Regions from separate parts of the Mus musculus genome. Here region 1 is linked to region 2. The links are chromatin contacts, called in public Hi-C maps. All regions are on one chromosome and are shown on one strand. Each heading gives the region's core, a stretch centred on a gene start, on an enhancer-like site or on the middle of the called end of the contact. The rest is flanking DNA. Distances are from core to core; before and after follow the strand shown.

Evidence for each region. A called contact is a pair of places that touch in the nucleus more often than the background predicts.
Region 1: a contact with region 2 is called in a Hi-C map of rod photoreceptor, with 2.7 times the contacts expected there. The contact joins two enhancer-like sites.

What each region holds. Positions count from the first base shown.
Region 1 is chr8:120,321,660-120,326,591 of GRCm38.p6, reverse strand. It overlaps a transcript of Gse1 not described here. Among named protein-coding and RNA genes, the nearest start is that of Gm32968, 3.6 kb to the left of the region's middle. Within about 2 kb of position 3,226, at least 127 of the 459 cell types and tissues checked have an H3K27ac peak or open chromatin away from gene starts, as enhancers often do. A contact at or near this core is called in rod photoreceptor, where this site is marked.
Region 2 is chr8:119,856,742-119,861,397 of GRCm38.p6, reverse strand. No RefSeq gene overlaps it. Among named protein-coding and RNA genes, the nearest start is that of Klhl36, 3.2 kb to the left of the region's middle. Within about 2 kb of position 3,392, at least 10 of the 459 cell types and tissues checked have an H3K27ac peak or open chromatin away from gene starts, as enhancers often do. A contact at or near this core is called in rod photoreceptor, where this site is marked.

The DNA of each region.
Region 1 (4,932 bases), core at 1,977-4,476, 470 kb before region 2:
CCTCTGTCCTGACCCTGTGGCCAGCACTGGCCAGCAGCTCCGCTCTGAGAGTGTGGGGGCTTCCTCACACGGCCATGGAAAGGACATTTGCAGCTCAGGTGCTTAGCTCCATTTCAGAAGCATAGACAAGGGACAGAGCCCGGAGAGCCAACTCTTGTAGAACAGGGATGAGGCCCTGGGTTCAAGCTCCAACTCTGAGTAAAACCCCAACCCAGCCCCCAAAAAAGTCACAAATCTTTTTAAGGTAAGTGTAGCCAATTCAGTACTGGAGAAGCTGGCACTGGTTGCAGGCTTACTCTCTGAGATTGGGGGGCGGGGGGGCAGACAGGCAGAGAGAAATACCCGAGGTCTGCCTCAAAAATTTAATGAGACCCTGTCTCAAAATGAAAATTAAAAAAAAAGAGGGGGGCTGGTGAGATGGCTCAGTGGGTAAGAGCACCCGACTGCTCTTCCAAAGGTCCAGAGTTCAAATCCCAGCAACCACATGGTGGCTCACAACCATCCGTAACAAGATCTGACTCCCTCTTCTGGTGTGTCTGAAGACAGCTACAGTGTATTTACATATAATAAATAAATAAATCTGATTTATTTAAAAAAAAAAGAGGGCTGGGGTGTGGCTCAGTGGTAGAGTGTTTGCATTTGGGGTTCAATATCTAATACTAAGATGACAATGGGGGAGGGCTTAACATGTTAAAAATGGATTCCCACCCCTCGTTCAGCCGTCTGTCTCCTTTGCCATGGTCAGAGTTCCTCCCACAGAGGCTGCCTAGAGCGCCCTCCAGCAAAAGCCGTAAGCCAGAGGCTGGTCACCAGCACTTTGACACCTAGTGTCCACTGTGGGCACGGCCAGGCCCTCCTGGGCATGACTATACCAAATAAGGATCTTAGCCTGGGCCCTGCTTTGCCTTGGGCATGTGGCTGGTATCCTGTCCCTCCCTAAGTGTCTTCCTTCATCAGCAACAGCAGATGCAAGGGCTGAGACAGTTTGTGGCTTAATCAAGATAGGGAACTCTGGAGCCAGGAAGAACGGGTCCCCAGGCAGCTGAGTCTCTTGCAGATGCCCCAGAAGATAGAGATGGGCTGGCCCTCAAGGGAGCTGCCTGGGAGGTAAGAGGAGATACAGGCAGGAGCGAGTGCCAGCCGGAAGCTGAGGGTGGGACAGATGGCCAGCAAGCTCTCTGGTGGCTGAAGAGCCCTAGAGGCAATGTTAGCTAGGGGACTAGAGAAGGAAGGGGCTCATGTTGACACCACATGGACCTCATGTGTGTGTGCATGTGTGGGAGTGTGGCAAGCTGCAAGTGTCTCTGTCTCTCTTATAAACACACAGAGACAGAGAGAGACAGACAGAGAAAGAAACACACAGACAGAGGCAGAGGCAGAGACAGAGGCAGAGGCAGAGGCAGAGGCAGAGAGAGCGAGAGTGCTGAGACCAGCACAGTATTACATCTTAGATCCTCCTCCTATAGCTTGGGTCCCTTAGGCTCTCTGTCCCCCAGGTATGTGTGACTAAGGGTCCTGCAGGCTCCAGCTGCATAGTGACAGCTCAACTTGGACTGGAGGAAGTCAGAAGCCAGGCCTTGGTCTTGAGAGTTACCCAGATGCTTTCAGACACTGCCCTGTGGGGTTGCATCCCACCAACATGGCCTGATGGTGCAGCCCTCAGCTGGCCCCAGAATCCTTGCTTCCCTGTGTCCTCTGCCTGATGTCCCTCCTCCAGCTGTCCCTGAGTGACCAGAAGGGCAGGAAGACCTCTTGGAAAAGGGCAGGGTGCAGGAAGAGGAAGTGAGGTGGGGGCAGAATGACTCTGCTGGCTTCCTGGGGCAAGCGACATGAAAGGGCCCGTTGTCCAGGAGGGAGAAGGCCGAGGAGGCCTGGCTGCCACCCAGTGGTGCAGGCCAAGCTGGGATTTCCACCAGGGTGGTCTCTGGTCAGTAGCAGTCCTGCCCAACCAGTGGGCTAAGGATTAGGCAAGGTGCCTCAGGCTTTGTAGGAGGCTACACACCATAGTCAGTGAGCCCCAGGAGGGTCACACAGCCCCAGGGACACCCTGAAGCTTGCCTCCATGTAGGCCATAGAAGGACTTAGCCCATGAATTCAGTCTGCACAGGGGCAAACTAGGGACGATGGGGTTTTGCAGGGAGTAGGGCATCAGGGTAGCAGACTTGGGATAAGAACCACATTCTCATGAGTGTCTAGCCGCAGCAGCAGAGTCTGGGGATCTCTTTACCCACAGAACGGCCAGACCTTGCCTCATCCCTCCTGTAAGAGACCCCTGGGTTTGTCTCAGGCCTATAGAGCAGGTTGGGATGAGGTGCTGACTGTATGTACGTTCAGGTGACCCTGGGGCCACTGTGAGATCTGGTTTCAGGGAGCCCACTGCTTCACAGACTTGTGGACCCCACAGTCTAAGACCTGCTTCCTTTTTAGTCCTGGCACCTTGGGCATGCATACTGGCTTAGAGTCTTATGTGAGAGATGCCTTGCCCTAGACAGCGAGGGGACTGGAGGGTTCAGCTATGCCTGATCAGATGGCCAATGTGAACTGGAATCCACAAGATCTCCTGGGATACACTGACCACACTTCATGTCCTCAGGGTCTGGAAGGAGGGTCCCTTGCTGTCACCAAGCAAACAGGGAGTAGGTGGAATTGGGGAGACTTCTACCCACTGGCCTCCCGGCCCCCTGGCCAGCCTGCAGAGCCAAAGGCAGAATAGAAAGTATCGTGAGGAGTGAGAAGAGACAGGACCAGCCCCACTGAGTCTAACTGTACTTTCTGAAAGTCTCTCTGGGCTCCTACACTGGAGAACCCCCAAACTGAACAACCTGAACCTCTCAATCAGGAGAGACGAACAGAGTCCAGGCACCCTGGGAGAAAAGAAAGCAAACAAGGAGGAGTCAAAGATCAGGTCAGAACGAGGGTCTGGGGAGACAGTAGCGGTGATGGCTCTCACAGTGTGACACAGCTTTCTCTCAGGGCACACACACTAGCTGCTTGACCCCTGAGGACAGTTTCATCCCACAACCTCTGAGGGGGCTGTTGGCTGCTATTGCCATGTTGGAGACAGCGAAGTCCCCAGTCGTGACATCCATCCATCCATCCACCATCCATCTATCTATCACTGCTCCAGGAGAGCCCTCCGGGTTCCCCCTCTTATATGGTGGGTCAGCAAGGCATGGGCCTCGGGAGCAGCTGCGAGGCAGCCGGCAGGAGGCCAAACGCTGCAGAGCTTTGGAGCGCCAAGCCAGCAGGGACAGAGGGGCGGGTCAGGGGTGAGGCTGTGCTAAGTGGCTTATGCAGCTTGGGAGACGACTGACAGGCGGCTGGATTAACAAAGACGGGCTCTGTTCCCCGGCAGGTCATGTGGAAAGCTCGGCCGTGACCTCGTCACTTCTCCTTTTTAATTTTTTTGTAAGAAGAGATGTTTGTTCCTGAGCCCGGGGTGGGCGAGGGAGGGGTGGCTGCTACTCAGCCAGCTGTAGCCACATCAGCTGCCGGGCACAATGAACACACAATGGTGTGTCACCCAGCCCTAGAAGGCTCCCACCCCAGGCTGCCATCACAGGGCCGTCTGCCCGCCGATCTGCGCTACCACACATGACCCTGAGAGCCAGTGTGGTGTCTGCAGAGGGCTGCAGGGGGGACAGACCCTGACAGCAGGAGCTCACAGCGGCCAAAGGGGTGTCACAGACTCAGCAGACTGCAGTGTAGTTACATTGGCAAAATCCTGGCTTAATGTGCTTTTAAGTTCATCCCACCCGTTTATTTATATTTTGTTTGTTTTTGAGACAGGCTCTCAGGTAGTCCAAGTAGCCTGGAATTTGCTATGTAGTTGAGGATGACCTTGGAGCTCAGATCCTCCTGCTTCTACCTCCCCAGTGCTAGGACCACAGGCACGCACCACCATGCTCAGTTCCTGGGATGCTGGGGATCAGACCAAGAGCTTTGTGCGTGCCAGGTGAGCACACTGCCATCGCCCAGCTAATCCACAGTCTCCTTTCTACATTTGCAATGTAGCTAGCTAAAGGCTGGTGTGGAGCGTGTGCCCTGCATCAACCAAAAGGCTAAATGAGTGAATGAGTGGATGAATGAATGAATGAATGAATGAAACTATGTTATCTACTTGAATTTGCCCACCTGGCCACCATCACATCTTTAGAGCCTCACCAATCCACAGACACCCAGATCCATGGCTGGCCACACGAATATAGTCTCCTGACCTGTCCTGATCCCAGGCCGACTTTGAAATCATGTGAAGCTGTACTTGTGATCTGTCACCAAACAGAACCAGAGTGTACAACCACCACCACCACCATCACCACAGGCCCAAGAAAGCTGGGAAAAGCCTAAATCCCACCCCCCCCCCAGGGGCTTCACTTCCCCTGTGACCTCGCAGGCCTAGCTGCTGGCAGCCTTCTCCGCAGGTCATGAGGAGGGGGGGTTTCCGGGGGGGGGGGTGTAGCAGCAACATAGGATCCAAGAAGCCGGCCTTGATCTGGTGACTCCAGAATGGTCTCTGGTCTAAATCTTCTGCTTCAGACTAAGCGGAAGTAGACAGAGTTCAAGGGCATATTCGGACCAGACAGCCTTAGTGCTAAAAAAAAAAAAAAAACAAACCAAAAACACGTGGTCATCTGTATAAAAAGATTTTATTATGTACACAGCATTCTGCCTGCATGTGTGCCTGCAGCCCAGCAGAGGGCGCCAGATCTCATTACAGATGGTTGTGAGCCACCATGTGGTTGCTGGTAATTGAACTCAGCACCTCTGGAAGAGCAGCCAGCGCTCTTAACCTCTGAGCCATCTCTCCAGCAAGCCATAGTCATTTTTTTTTTAAAAATTGTATTTCTATATTTATTCATTCACCTACTCTTTCGTGTGATGTGTTTAGGTGTGCCTGTGCCACTGTGTACGTGTGAAGGTCAGAGGGTGAGA
Region 2 (4,656 bases), core at 2,143-4,642:
AAGAGGTTCCTCTACGTGAAAGAATCTAGACACGAAGGACACTCCCAGCTGCATTTGGTGGCACACAGCTGTCATCTCAGCTCTTGGGAGGCTGAAGCAGGAAGATAAAGAGTTCAAGGCCAGCCTGGGCTTCACAGAGAGACGTCTCAGAAAAGCAAACCACTTGAAAACGAAATGCATAAGTAAAACGTTCAAACAGGAAAGCGGGAGAGCCAAGAAGCATGGTAGAGGATGCCAGGGGTGAGGGGGTTGGGACCGTTAACAAAGGAAAATTAGGGACTTTTGGGGGAAGATGATAAAAAAGTTTTGAAATGAGAATATTGTTAGTTGTATACCATGAGAGTATACATTTATGCCTATTATCTATTAAATTTACCTAGAATTTTTAAGAATTTTAAGGTAGATTAAACAGTTCTACTGTTGCTTCAGCTTATTGTCATAGACAGCCTAACATAAGCTATTTTAATAACGTGTACCTTCATATTAGTACCTGAGGTGTTGGGTTTGGAAAGCCAAACTAGAAGATGCACAGCCCTGAGGTGGGGGGCTGTAGTTAAGCCTTGGACCAACCTGGGAATCCACAGGTGACCTTGACCTGTAAAGCTAGCCTGGCCTCCTCCTGTCTCCCTAGGAACGTGGGGTGAACTGATCCCACTTGCTGCCTTTCCATAGCATTCATTCTGTTTCAGTTACAAAAGCAGTGAATGATGGCAAACCACACTGGATTGCACCTGCAATCCTAGCACTCAGGAGGCAGAGGCAGGCGGATCACCATAAATCTGAGGTAGGGCCTTGCTTTGTGGCCAGGGTTGGCTGGAATTCTTGGTCCTCCTGTCTCAGCCTCCTAAAGTCTGGGATTATATCATCTCTAAACAACAACAACAACAATAACAGCAATACTAATAATAATGCCATTGCTGGTTATGATGTGCGGGTTACAACCCTGCACCTTACTATGCCCTAAACATTGCTTTAAGCTCTGCCCACACAGGAAATCTTTCCATCTCCTTGACCCTGGGAGGAAGCCACTCTTCCGTTCCTGTTTACAGATTCTCGGAAAGTGAGGCCGGGAGAAGGAAAGTCCCTGAGATATCTCACCTCTCAGAAGCTGATCTCTGGGGCTGGAGAGGTGGCTCGGCGATTTAGAGCACTGACTGCTCTTCCAGAGGTCCTGAGTCCCAGCAACCACACAGTGGCTCACAACTATCTGTAATGGGATCTGACGCCCTCTTCTGGTGTGTCTGAAGACATCAACAGTGCACTCATACATAAAATAGAAATAAAACTTAAAAAGAAAAAAAGAAGAAGAAGAAGAAGAAGAAGAAGAAGAAGAAGAAGAAGAAGAAGAAGAAGAAGAAGAAGAAGAAGAAGAAGAAGAAGAGGAAGAAGAAGAAGCAGCAGCAGCTGATCTCTGATGCTAGGCAGTCAACCTCTAGAGCTTGCAGCCTAGCCTGGCCCTTGCTACCAACAGTACATCATAGTGACACATCCTCTTCACAGAAAACAGAGAGGACCAAGGAGGGGGAAACATCAGCTACCAAAAGGGAACAGCTGTGGACATTTGAGGACACATGGCCCACCATGTATGGTGGTGTTCACCTTTAAGCCCAGCACTTTGGGAGGGACAGGCAAGGTTATTGCTGTGAGTTTAAGGCCAGCCTCGTCTATATAGCAAGTTCTAGGACATCCAGGGCTACATAGAGATCCTGTCTCCAAATAAAACCAAAAACCAAGATACACAGCCTAAACCTTTACCTGTAAATCTATGCAAATGAGACCACATGACTCAGGCTCTTTGGTAGCTTCTCCTCTTCTTTTATAGCATGAGGTTTTCTCATTCAGTAAAGTCTCTCCTGTAGCATGATCCTGACGGAAGTGTCTGGTCCGGCAGCCGTGAAGATTACACATTGGGCTTCCCCTCTGGGTGGCTGTGCAGCTGGCGTCCCTCTTATACATCACACGGACATGAGTACTGCTTGCTCTGTCTTGTGTGCCTCCTCCCAAGGAGGGTCTTAGTGGATGCTCCCAACAGGGACACCACACTGTCACCTCAGAGATGCAACATGGAGCTGTGGCATAAAACAGGACAATGCCAGAGCTAAAATTAAAGCCTTGAACCACTCACTACACCTGGTTCCAATCACAGGCATTGAAGTCACTATTTCATTCCGAATTCCCTGGGAATCAGGAACACTTGCAGACTGTCACAGGCCACCCTGAACTACACTGAGTAATTTGTTAGGCAGTAAGCACCCACAGGTTCCCATCGGGGGACAGTGATCAGTAGGAATGAGGGACTTGCTTGGCCCAGAACTCCTATAACCTGCTCCAACATCCCATCATGCTTTGCATACACAGGACAAATGCAAGGCAAAGAGACTTCAAATGTTAAACCAGCTTTGGGCCTCTCTGAACGTGGGGCCTGTGTAACTACCCTGGAAGCCACAGGACCACACAGCTGGCCACAGAAAACATTTGGATTGTCCCCGAAGAGGCCCACTCTAACGACGTCTGTCTTGTTTCCATGTCTAACCCCCTCTGCTCAGGAATAGAAGCTGGGGTTGTGGAAGGTGGGACCAGCTCTCTAAACACTGGATTCTGCTTGCAGAAGGTTTCTTCCTGGCCCGCCCTTCCTCCCAAGAGCTGAATAATCTAGGTGGTTGAGACTCTGCACAAAAGAGCAGGCTTGCTGGTCAATTCCAATCACGTCTTTGTTGGGAATCCTTGGCTGGTACATCCTGTAAGTTTGTAACTCTTCAGCTAGGAAGCCCAGAGTGCTCTGGAGGGTGAGGCTTGCCTGTGGATAGATAGGGCCACAATGGGCATGTACACCAGTACTTGGTGGGGGTGGGGTGAGGGTCCCCTCATCTCTGAATAGAGAAAGAAAACCCTCATGTGGGCTTGTTATCACTCCTTCCTCCCTCTCCCTTAACGTATTTCCCCCAGCCTCACCGACACCGCCCCTTCCCACCCCACCCCACCCCCACTGGCAAGGCTGTGCCCTACTTTGTGAGCTGCACAAGTTACTTTACCTTGCCGCCCCTAGACTGCAACCTTAAGGTCCTGAGTCCTCAAGCCTTAGACTTTTTATTGCCTAACAGAAAGAGAACCTCAGCATGGGATGGAGTTTCTCCACCTCCAACCTGCTCCTCCTGGTGGTATCATCAGAGTCCAGTGAGTTAATCCAGGCTTTCATCAAACTGTCTGTGATATAACTATTAACTTTAGCTGATGGTACAAGACACTCCACAGACCACACAGGCATTCTTCTGCCTGAGCCCTGATCTCTCATTAGGTTGTTATTGTCTGGACACTCTCTATCCATTTACACTCAGACCGTCATCCGCTTTAGCCCTTGCTCAACATCACCCTTGGATGGGAGGGGTAGGAAGACACCAACCAGCCTGTGCAGAGGCCTGAAGGAGGAACTGAAGCTGCTGTGTGCGTAGTGAATGAACATTCCAACTCCAGCATGTTACCACCGAGGTTGCTCACCCGCTGGTAGTGCCCACAGCCTGGCATGGCTCCCTACAATGTTTCTCTTTCTGTTAGGCAATAAAAGACTAAGGTTTGAGGACTCGGGACCTCAAGGTTGCCACCCTTGAACTCTCTCCCAGCTGAGCAGGTTGTCATCAGTAGCCCAGATCCCCCATCACAGCCGTTTACAACCTGGAGAAAATCCCTCACAGACTGCTGTGACATAAGGACAGCAAAAGCACTCGCTAGAACCTTCCTTCACTAACAACCCCTCTCCTCCCCTGTGGAACCTAAAGCCAGGGTAACCTTGACCTTGCATACACTTTACATTCTGGAATCTGGCATTAGTCTTTGGGGGATCAAACTCTTAAGCTTCTAGCCGTGCTATTCAGAGTGGCTGCCATCAGCCACCGGTGGCTATTTCTAATGTCAGCTTTAATTAGTTAAGGCTTATCTAAAATTATAAATTCAGATTCCCACGCAGTAGCCACGTTTTAAGTCCTCAGTAGCCACATGTGGCTAGTAGCTGTCATATGGGACAGTGCAGAATCCAGGGCGCTTCTGTCCTTCCAGAAAGTTCTATATGGCATGATGCCCTAAAGTAGCCCTCAGCAGCTGCCTTACTTGGAGCAAGTTACTTACTGTTCTACAATCTAGGTTTCCTCATCTGCAAAATGGAAATTCAACTACTCCTCAGCAAACATTTAACTAAGTGCCTGCATGGCTAGGTAGTATTTTAGAGCCTGGGGTACAACATCAAATGACACAGGTATAAAAAAGCCTCAGTGGACAGACCTTTTAGAGGATGGACTGTGGCATCCACCTCTGAGGGGTAATTTAAGGATAGAAACAGACATGAATAGCACTGGGCCATACCCATATCCGCAGCAGGTTGTGTGTGTGTGTGTGTGTGTGTGTGTGTGTGTGTGAGAGAGAGAGAGAGAGAGAGAGAGAGAGAGAGAGAGCTCATTGGTTAAGAGCACTGACTACTCTTCCAGAGGTCCTGAGTTCAATTCCCAGCAACCACACGGTGGCTCACAACCATCTGTAGTGGGATTGTATGCCCTCTTTTGTTGTGTCTGAAGACAACTACAGTGTACTCACATACATAAAATAAATTAAGTGGGGGGGGGCAAGAAGACATGAACACATGCTAGTACAGTTGATGTGCTTAATAAA